Linked DNA regions of Mus musculus: region 2 is linked to region 1. Evidence: chromatin contacts called from public Hi-C data. All regions are on one chromosome and are shown on one strand. Each heading gives the region's core, a stretch centred on a gene start, on an enhancer-like site or on the middle of the called end of the contact. The rest is flanking DNA. Distances are from core to core; before and after follow the strand shown.

Region 1 (5,716 bases), core at 2,255-4,754:
TCCCTTCCTATTCTCAATCCACAAGGTTTGGGTATGGCAGAAACTATGCATTTCCAGAGAACACAGCCACATGCCTCAGGCCCAGCCAATCAACTCATCACCTGTCTCAGGTCCAGCTAATCAACGAATCCACCTCCCTAGCTGACATGGATGATTCAGAGAAGAAGGTGACATTAAAATGTGACCCAATGTCTGCTGACTTATGGGTAGAATAAATCTTTTATGGTTTAGTCAATGGAATGTGTATTACTGGTGGAACCTAGGTCATGTAACCACACTTCACATGAAGGTATGCCATTTTCCGTTCCTATTATCAGAACAGGGGCAGTCCAGACACACACTGAATCAACAGATAAGTGTGTCTGCCATCTTGGATGAGTGTCCAATGCTGTGCAAAATGCAACATTCAAGAGACTATACCTGGGACTTGGCAGGACCCAACTGTAGCTTGGCTTTTGCTTTGTGGGTTCTTTTTTCTTCCAATCTTCTCCACCCTTTTCCTTCCACCCTTTAGACTCCCTAGCCTTAGATAAGAGGGAAAAAGGATAGAGAAGAAAGGAAAGAGATCCCTGAATAAAGAGAGGGGCTGGAAAGGGGGTGACAGTATAATTAGACTACTTCCTGCTGACTAGGGACATCAAGTTCCTTGGGGCAAGTTTCATCTTTGCTGTCAGGATATCTAAGTCCTTCTTGTTATTTCTTCTCTGAGTACAATTACTAACACATCACAACCAATCCTCCCGAATGACCAACAACTGCCACCAACCCACTCACACCTCTTGGGAGCCTAATATTTACATACCCCCTGGAAAGTCTCCAGAGTTCCAAAAGTCACACACTCACAGAAACTATCTGCAGCTGGCAAAGTCATGCCCTTGTCAGAGCACGAGGCAAATCACAGTCAGCTGCTACGAAGAACCTGAAGCAGCCCCATACCCCACAGCTGGGATCAAAATGAAAACACATTCTTATTTCTGTGTGTTTCAGAGAGACCAAAACTCCAAAATTGTCACTGCACCCAACAGTGGAGGAAACTTCTGTTTCTACTCTAAATAAAGATAAAGAAACTAAGTTCTGGAGAAGTACTTTTCTGGGTCACACAACAAGGACATTGTAGACTCCTGTGCTTTATAGTCCAGGATCACAAAATAGATTTGAATATATTGGGGATCTAGCTGGAAGCAATATTAGATTTCAGATGAACCTGGAATATGTCAGGCATTCAGGAGTCTTTGGGGGTTTAAATTTGAGAGGGTCTCCCAAGACCTGATCCTGAGGAAGAAGTTCAATAATGAGGGTCTTGAACAAGGAAGAAAAGTCTGGTCACAGAATGTAAAGAAATGACAATGAATGTTATGTGGTGGGGTCAGGGTGAATCTTAATGTCTCCTGGGGCTGCCATGTAGCCAACTTCAAAGTCCTGTGAACAAGAGAGTTGAAGGTGGCACTACAAAAGAGAGTCCCCTAAACTACACCGAGGGGCTGAGGATACAGACAGTGTTGCTTTGGGACTCCTCCGGCAGGAATATCCTGGGGAGGGAAGCCCTCTCAGCATTGTTCCTGCAGACCTCCATGAAGCCTTGCACTAGGAGGACCAGAGCATTGGCAGAGGTGCTCAGAGCAGTATCATCCCCACAGGAGACTGGTTCGTGATGACAAAAGATGATCTCTAGGGCTGGCGAGATGGCTCAGTGGTTAAGAGTACCAACTGCTCTTCTGAAGGTCCTGAGTTCAAATCCCAGCAATCACATGGTGGCTCACAACCATCCGTAATGAGATCTGATGCCCTCTTCTGGTGTGTCTGAGGACAGCTACAGTGTACTTACATATAATAAATAAATAATTTAAAAAAAGAGCTCTCTAAAGTACCCATGGAGACAGAGGTTCCAAGGGGAGGTTTCAAGGGGCAAGAGGTCCTGTGGTAGCAGGTTGGACAAGAGGCAGAGGAACTCTATGGTGAGCTACATAGCCTGCGCCACACAAGCCTGTGTGTCTTCTGTAAGCTTCTCCTTTCACCTTCCCAACCTTGCTGTTCACCCCACGGACTGACGTGCCTTAACTACAGATCCAGGAGCCTGTGCCGTCTGGCTTCTGGCTAGATTCTACCACTGAGGGACATTAGCTGATCTGTCCCCAGAGTTTCCACGGACTACACTGCCACTGGAGATGATGTGACCAGCACTCTCCATATGGCCTTCTGGCTCCAGGGTCTGGTAACAGTCTCCTTCTCTAGGCTAGAGTTCATAGCACATTGTTTTGGGGCCTGAAGATGAATCTACCCCAGGTGGGGTCCCTAGACCCTGCCCACACCTTTGTGAAGAGTCCCAGGATTAAATGCTCTCTGTGCCCTCCTTTTCATCCCCTGGTCCTGAGTGACAGGAAAACACTGGAGCCCATGAGGAGGCAGTCAGCCCTGTGATGCTGAGCAGTAGTAGTTCATTTAATTTGGCATCATCTTCTTCTCTTTCTGCCCTTCCGTCAGACACACCTGCACCAGAGTGTAGCTGGGTTTCCGTAGAGCCCCCTGGAACCTGGTAATCTTGTCACAGTCCTCCGGATATCATAACTTTGGGGCTCTGTCCCGCTGGCCTTAGATCTGTCATTGTAGAGGAAAATGCCACAAACCAGGGAGTTTCTACAAGTGTTTGAGGGACCCATCACAGAACCAGTGATCTGAAGGCTTCAGAGAAAATGAAGGATTCCTAATTCTCCACAGTACCTGAGTTATGGAGGGTCTGAGCTCAGAGTGGGAAAAGGCTTTCTGGTATAGCTCTGCTGCGCTTTCCCATCACCTACAAAGAGAAGGGCTCTGATACTCTTGCCTCCTTTCCCCTTAGCTTTCTGTCGAGGCGGCTGCAAATGTCCAGATTCAGTCAAGTTATAGCCTGTGTCTGAACCGCTCCCTCACCTTGCCACTTCCTGCAGCTCTGGGGTACGGACCCTCTCACAGAGGTTCTCACAGATCCCAGGAAGGAGTTGTAGGGGACAGAGAGGACTGCTATCTGGCCATGGCTGCATTTAGAGAGGAAGGCTCTGTTGAGCACACTCAAAGTGCTCATGTCTATCTCTCTCACTTTTAGGATGATAAATATACCCATGTCTGGCTTACAGAGCCAAGGTAGACAGTGGTCCAGAGGCTTCAGCCCACCCAAAGTCTGGGGAAAGACTCCTGTATCCTCACTGTCTCTTACTAGGTTTCTTCCTCTGGAATGTCCTGCCTACGTTCATGCTCAGTGTTCTCAATGTGAGGGGCCGCATACTTCCAAAGCAAATATCCCTAGCCAGGAGTCACTGTGACCAAGAAGCATACAGCCCAAGAGCTATGTGCTCTGAGCAGTGACCTTAGAAAGCAGGGCATGCAGCCCAGGATAAGGCCTGAATGGCCATATGCCCAAGGACCTTTGCCCATCAGTGGGTCAACTAAACAAGACTTGGGACTAGAGCCATGACAGGAAATGTCAGAAAGAGAAAGCACAGATATGACTCAATGGGCATCCACCTAGGACCTTTGTGCATAGCTGTACAGATTGCACTGCCCAGCCACGGGGTACCAGTCACTACACAGTCATCCTGGGCCTCACCACTGTGACAGCATGCAGGCAAGTGTCTGTAACTGACCCTAGGAAGCAGCAACCAGACACCAGCTCAGAAAGGCTACTAGAAATACAGTTTTGGAAAATGTCCCCTTCTTCGTTACTTCAAAGCTATGACACAAGCCTGTGGGTCCTCTGATAACGATCATCTCCGTTTACCCCACAGAACAGCACTGGCCACAGCAAGGCCTCTGGGCACCACCCCATAAATCCTCTTCTCACTGGAGGCCTATCAGATAATGATTTAAAGAACTAGTCACTGGCTGCAATTAAGCACAGAGAAAATAGATCAGTCCCATAATTTCTGTGTGTGCAAGGTCGGGTTGGATCCGTAATTAATGTTTGCGCCCGTTAATGAAACGCTCCACAGCTCTGCACCTCTGTCATTCATGAAGGTAATTTTTCAATTGATTAGTAAAATAATACTTGAAAAGTAAATGCACCTGCCTCTTCCCCGAAATGTCTCAGTCAACCGGACACACTGGTTGGGACGCTAAAAAAATACCACTGCAATCCAGTGGAGACCGGACCTGCACCATCAGCATGCAGAGAGCCTGAGAAAGAGGCTGGAGAAAAAAGCAATTAGAGCAATCGTGGTGACCAGAATCCCTGGGCGGCCCAGAGCTGCTCAGCAGCTCTGCCCAGTTCCCACCTGTGATGAAAGATGCTGAGGCTTGGGGTTCCTGCTGGGCAGGGATGGGCTTTGGGTAGGGAGGCTGCTGCAGAAACCAGGAGGGATCCTGTGCTGTGGTGAGCAGGGGGCAGGGGCATTATAGGATGCTGTTGTTGGGGGGAATGCCACAAACCAGGGAGTTCCTACAAACGGAGAAACGTATCAACAGGGGTGCTGAGTGGGGCATTTGTGAAGCTGGGTGCAAACACTCCATCCAGGGGCTTCTCTGGCCAGGACCATCTGCTCCAGCATTTCTTAGTTGTTAGTTAGTGGACTGTTTGAATGGACCTTATCTTGAAACCAAGAGTAAACATTTTGAAAATGACATCATCTTATATTTTACAGAACAAAACACCTCAGGAAACAGTGGTGTTCATTCTTGGAAGAAAGATTCGAGTATTGATGTGTTGCTGTTTTTACTTTCAGTTCCAAATATTTTAACAGTGACACCCATCTTTCCACCCATGGGAGAGTCTTCCCTATAGCACCGAGCCTATGATCTGGACAAAACTACTCAAACCCACATCGGCTTCCTAGAGTCATTTCTGTCTCTTTGACATTTAAAGATTTGACAATCAATTATTGAACATCAAATATTGAGCCACTTAGCCCATTGCCTCCTGCCAATTGTTTCTTCTTTTAGCAGTTTGCCAGTCACCAGTGGCTTGTCGTGGGTGACTAGGCTTTTCCTATATCACTCCTATAGATACGATAAGACTCTGCATCTTTGCAGAGATTAGCTATTTCTGTGAAGAGCATACTTTATGTTTTAATAGATGGATATTAATGGTGGTGAGAGGACCGGGTTTGGTGGGGCTAATGCCACAAAGGGTGGGTTCACAGATGACTGTCTCCATGTGTCTAAGTGATGCTGGCTTGTCTTGCATCCTGGAAACTGTGGGAGCTGGGTGGCAAACTGTCACATGTGAGGACTCTCATGGGCTGGATGAAGCTGCTTGAAGTGAACCTTGAAGGAAAGGTGTCCCCTAGCACCCTAGATCCAACAAGCAGAACATAGCCAGCCACTTCAAGCTGAAGGGACTCTCAAGAGCACATTGTGACAGTCCAGACTCTCCCTGAGGACTGGGATTGCAACAGGCAGAGAATAATGCTCACCCGTGGCCCAGACAGGCAGTGTGACTGTCTTTGCTGCTACATCCAGTCCCAGCCTAGACCACAGGCACTGTCTGGACAGTCTGCCTCTGTTCTGTTCCATTCTGGCTTCAATCCAAGTGCAGGGCAAATGCAGATCATTAGGTCTAAGCTAAGTCATGCACCCCTGTTCCTGCATGGGAAACAGAAAAGTGTTGGTGACTCCAGTGAATGCGGGACCTGTCCTCCAAGCTTCATTTGGAGGGAAATCTTATAGTATAACAGGGTCTAGGGACTGGACAGATGGTTCAATGGTTAAGAGCACTTTCCACTCTTGCATAGGACCCAAGGACCCAAGT
Region 2 (5,716 bases), core at 1,905-4,404, 520 kb before region 1:
TGTAGCTTTGTTTTATTTTACAGGAACCCACAGTTAAGAGACTGGACATTTTTAGAGAGACATTAGATAATTTAAAGAGACTGAACTTTTAAGGATTGTGGGCCTTTCAAAAGTTGGAATATTTTCATATTGTGATATTGATATTAACATGAAACACTGGGGATAATCAAGAAAGGAAAGGTTATGGCGCAATAATAATGTGTGTGTGTGTGTGTGTGTGTGTGTGTGTGTGTGTGTGTGTGTGTGTGTGTGTGTGTTTAAAAAGAGGCCAATTGCACTGGTTATGTTTTTATGTCAACTTGACACAAGCTAGGATCATCTTGGCAAGTCTTCATAGGACAAGAGCTACTCCTGGCATGTGATACTATAAGAAAGCAGGCTGTAAAAGCTACAGGGAACATGTTATTAAGGACCATTGTTTTCATGCTCTGTGTTTCAATTTCTGCCTGTTATCTAAGAGTGTAGTAGAAATCACTCCTTTCCTCCCTAAGTTGCTTTAGGTCAGGGTCTTTATCACATCAATAGGATGCAAACTAGAACAGAGGCCAACAAAGCAAGAAAATATTTTACACTTTTCTGCACTTGTGTCATCGGTAGGTTTGTGAGAATGGTGCCCGCGGTGGCAGATCTATTCTTTCTGGCATCACCAGCTGACAGGGCTTCAGAATCTAACGTTATTTTTTGAGATTAGAATTTTCGAAGATGCTTTTTGTGTTATTCCATTCAAGAGGATTTTTTGAATCATTTTCTACAAAGATGGGAAGTTTTCTACTTGATACAACAGCAGCCATTATTCAAAGCCACTTAATTCATAATTTAGAACCATTCATGCAGAAAATTTGGACAAAATTTATCTTCTACAATTTCTTAAAAAACTAATAAGCCTATCACTAATATAAATGAGCTCACAAGAGGGGCATTGCAAGTCCTTTAAAAGACCAAACTATTTTCTAGCAATTTAGAGAAACCCTGTCATTAGGTTGGTGTGCTAATTACAAATCATTCTAATTGATTCAATAGTCTCTCAAGACTTCCATAATGTACTAGACAAACACTTTATTAGCCAGGCTTAGTTACTTTAGGTTCTTAAAAGAAAACAAAAACTTAAGCAGCCTTCCCAAGAACAATCCCAAGTCAGACATCTCACAAGTGCAGAGAGAGGCCTTGTCTTCACCCTTCTTGCTGGTGAGTGTCCATTTCAGTGTTTTGACTTCTTACCTTAATGAGTTAATATGAGACAGAAAGGAGAAAACTATCTTGATTTCGTTCCTTGCATACATCTTGTCTCTCTTGGTAGAAAATAGCCATCATCCATTCTTGCACCAGACTCAGTCCCCCATGGTCTTTAACAATACTGCCTGTCCAGCACAGATAATCATCATCCTGTATAATGAGGGGTGGGGCAAGGAGGTGCACATGTCTCCAGCCAATAAGAAAGTGGGCCAGGTCAACAGGAGTGTTGTCTGATTGGCAGGAGGTAGGTTGGGAGCTATGATATGGGGGAGGAGACTTTCATCAGAAGTAAAGTCAGCAGGAAAGATGAAGCAAAGGAATAGATTCTGGTGCTATCATTTGAAGCTCTGGATTAGGTCAGACCCGAAGTCGTTTACATTCCTGGGATTTACACTCACATTAGCCTAGATATGCCTCTTTTAAGACAATTTTCTTAGCCACTTTACATTGTATTTTTATTTTCTTAAACAACTTTAGAATTGTATTCACATAGGGAATCCTTTAAATATGAAGAAACCATTCTCCATGTACAAATTACCTGTGTGTGTGTGTGTGTGTGTGTGTGTGTGTGTGTGTGTGTGTGTGTGTGTGTGTGTGTGATGCTTGTTGCTGTTTTGAGATCAGGACTTATTATATTTCACTGTCTGCTCTTGAACTCGTAGACTCCAAAGATCACTTCCCAAGTGCCAAGATCACAAATATATGCCCCCCAAATCCAGCCACACCACCTGTAAACTGCTAAGCCAGTATTCCATTTATGGTAAAACTAAAGACTGCATATCCAACATCCTAACTTAAAAATTATTACGAAAATCTTTTCAAATTTCTGTATTGTCAATCCGTTTAGTTTCTGTTCTGAGATTCCATCTACTTCTCCCTCAATCCCTGGGACCTGCTTTTCCACCTAGAATTAATTCTTGATCATTGTTACATAAGGGTTCTCAGTGAACAGATAGTGTGACCTAAAGCCACAAAGTCCTACCAAGAGCCATCTCAAAGACAAGGCAATGCAGACCCTGATTCTGGCTTGATGAAGGGACAGGTGGCAGAGTAATTAAATAATTCATATCAAATACTGGGAAAATATATAATTCCGTGCAAATAAATATTCCTCCTCTCCTTCCCAAAACGAATTTGAAATCATAATAGGTGACATGAAAAGAGAGAGTAACTTGCAGAACCTGTCGCAGACACCTATGGTGATAACAACCTCGTGGAAACCCAATCTTGTCCTGAATCTAAAATTATGGTCATGTTCTGTTTCCAGAAGTAAGTTTTACCATCTGTAAGGTTTGGAGAAGACCTACTTCTCTAGATCATAGCAAAGAGACAAGGGCTTCTCTGTTTCCATGCTCACAATGGGCACATCAAAATCCAACCCCTTTTGTAAACAGAGTCTGTCTTCTAGAGGGTCCCTGAGGAGTCACAGTTGGCGAATGTTCTTACGAATCTGGCAGGCAAACAAGTCTAGGAACACTGGCTTTAATGAAATCAAAAATTAACACTCATTAAATCAGCAAGTAGAAATAGCCCAGACTCTCTAGTGATGTAGTGTACAGGGATAAATGTCCCTGGGTCATACCCAGCTGGGCCTGCCAGGAAAAGGTCGTGGAATATTCCTGTTGAGCAAGCCTCACTGGTGGCTCTGACCTGTACTGAGAACCAGCCAATATCCTGCCAAAGCAACCTGTGCCTGTTGGGAAGTTGAGCATCTTCTCTGGATCTCTGCTGAAAACCTGATCTGGCCATGTTGACCACTTTCATGGTTGGGTTTCTTCAAGAACACAGATTAGACTCGGATTCACATAGATCGGAAGAATCAGAGGGCCCATTTGGCACTGTCCCCTGTGTTGCCTAAACTGTGGGGCCATGATGGCATTGCCTTGAGCCTGAAGAGAACCTACGGACACTCAGTCCCTGTTCAATTGCTATTGAGAAACACTAGCAAAGAAAGAGAGATCAGAGTTCTCTGTGCAGAGGCGAACATCTCGGGAACAGTTTGCAGGAAGCCAATAGCAGAAATTCTCTGTCATGGGACGACTCTGTGTCATGTGCAGTGGCATACTGGGTGGATTCTATCAGAAAGTTGGAAGGGAGAAACATATGTGGGTGGGTATGCCTGAGAGATTGTGGACAGGCACAAGTGTCTCTGTCCTTTGTGTCCCCAGGATGTGAACAGCAGTTTCATGATGACAATCAGAATAACATTTGTCCTTGCTTTCACTAGTCCAAAGACTGCAGTCCGTAAGCTGTAACAAACCCACATAGCTTTCAACTAACCACACATGGAATTATTCTAGAATATTCTATGCCAACATGGAACATTATTAGAAATCTCACACTTCCATGTGGATTCTTGAGATTTCACATTCAAATTCCCATCTTGGTCTTTGAACACACTTAACAGCAATGGGCTGTATTTTAAGGCAGCCTGATTGACAAGGCTGAGTGGCAGGTTGTCCTTTGACATGAGCTCCTCCACCTCTGGTTCTGCCCTTGGCAAGCCCTTCAGTGCCGGCCCTGATCACCTAGACACTAGCATTTCTGAGTATCCTGCCCTGATCTCTTCAGAATTCTTTGGCCAGGGTTACCTAGTGGGTCCACATCAACAAGCCAGCAGGGTGGGCTGGATCAGCACACTGAGAAGCCATTGCGCAGAGCAGAACAGCAAAGTCGGTGGACGGCAGAGGGCATAGGGCATGCCCTGGATCAAAACTCTGTTCTCTCCTCCCCTGTCAATAATCAGATCCCCAGCCCCCAGTCTGCTCTGGGGGGAACTTATTCCCCAGCTTGGTTAGGATGTTTCTTGCTTTGTGGAGCCATAAAAGAATTGGATTTAGCCATGTTTGGCTTCCCCGTTCTCTTACTGACAGCACTATTTAATGGACAAACAGTTTGTTTTATTTATCTGACAGGGTTTCTTCGCATTGTTTAAGGTTATCGGGCCTCTCCCCTGCAGATCATATTACAGCTTGTGCCGGCTCGACCCTCAGCAGGGTTCACTCTAAATCAGATCCTTATCATTGCCTCGGTGATAAATAGAGGCCTAGGAGCCCACAGCCAGGTTATTTATTTAGTGCCTCTGTGGGTCATGTTTTATACAGACCAGGGCTTCTTGTCAGGCCTTCGAGGATCCAGCTTAGGTTGCACTCGGGAACTAAAACCCAAGGCCCCCTAAATAATCCTAACTTAACAGCTGACATTTTTATGAAATAAGTCTGTGCAAATGTGCGGCGGGAAGGGGACGGCAGAGACAGAGAGCTGGAGGTAGGTTTCAGTGTGGAACTCTGGGTGTGGTGGGAGGACCAAGTTGAGAACCAAGAGCAAGCAGGTGTTGGGGTGGGTTTCGAGATGGCTCAAGAGGAGAGAGGAGAAACCAGGCTTTGGTTTTGCGGCTTATTCCAAACCAGTAAAGAATATTCTGATTGCAAGTGGAGTTTGTCTTGGAGAAGTTTTTAAAAGGAAAGGTGGCGTACTATGCCCCTCAAGGGGGTGAGCTAAGTACAGAGGGAACAGGCTGAGGTCTTGCATGGTAGGGATTACATAGGGATGGGGAGGGGGGAGAGGAGGGGAGGTATTGTTTCAGAAGAGGACACAGACAAGACCATCTGGCTGAGCTGGAGACACAGACATCTGCAGAGAGCCTCCTCTTCATCCCGTTCTTCAAAAGCAAGGTGTTCATGTCATATGTGAATGTCGGCTCGCAGCATCGCTTCGGTGTCTGTGTCTCTGTGCACATAGTTCATGTGTTGCTTTGCTGTGCTGAGTTTGACACGCAACTTTGTACATTTGAAATTATCTTATAGCATTTCATCTTTTTTGAATATGGCAAGAAGAGGAGGAAGCAGGAAAGAGAAGGAAAAGAGGAAGAGGAGGAGGGGGCAAGAAGAGGAAGAGATGGCAGTAGTAATAGAAGTACTGGTTGATTTTGATTTCAACCTTTCAAGTCCTAAAAGGAATGAAGATCTCCTTTCAAAGAACTGTGACTGCCCGGCGTGGTGGTGCTCGCCTTTAACCCCAGCACTCAGGAGGCAGCGGCAGGCAGATTTCTGAGTTCAAGGCCAGCCTGGTCTACAAAGTGAGTTCCAGGACAGCCAGGGCTACACAGAGAAACCCTGTCTTGAAACAAAACAAAACAAAACAAAACAAAACAAAACAAAACAAAACAAAACAAAACAAAACAAAACAAAACAAAACAAAACAAAACAAAACAAAACTGTGACTGGCACCACTTCAGCTGTAATGTGAGAAGCAAGGCAGGCACCTGTTTGAAGGACCCCCAAGCGCTTGCTATCTGAGAAAAAGCTCAGGAGACAGTTTAACTTGATTACCCTTGCAAAGACATAACCCCAGCAGCTGCTCAGCACGCTGCCTTGCGCAAAGTGGTACAAGCCCACTTCTGGAGATGCAAATTCTGGCTGGTGAAAGGCCACATGAGCACACCAGTGCGTTCGTTACCTACGGGCTTGAAGCATGGTTTGGA

What was found. A called contact is a pair of places that touch in the nucleus more often than the background predicts.
Region 2: a contact with region 1 is called in a Hi-C map of liver, with 3 times the contacts expected there. The contact joins two enhancer-like sites. A contact is called at or near these places in 2 of 484 Hi-C or Micro-C datasets (both in liver) and 1 of 9 other capture datasets (embryonic stem cells).

The regions. Positions count from the first base shown.
Region 1 is chr8:88,855,124-88,860,839 of GRCm38.p6, reverse strand. No RefSeq gene overlaps it. Among named protein-coding and RNA genes, the nearest start is that of Gm42034, 18 kb to the right of the region's middle. Within about 2 kb of position 3,504, at least 3 of the 459 cell types and tissues checked have an H3K27ac peak or open chromatin away from gene starts, as enhancers often do. A contact at or near this core is called in liver, where this site is marked.
Region 2 is chr8:89,370,124-89,375,839 of GRCm38.p6, reverse strand. No RefSeq gene overlaps it. Among named protein-coding and RNA genes, the nearest start is that of Gm35593, 54 kb to the left of the region's middle. Within about 2 kb of position 3,154, at least 10 of the 459 cell types and tissues checked have an H3K27ac peak or open chromatin away from gene starts, as enhancers often do. A contact at or near this core is called in liver, where this site is marked.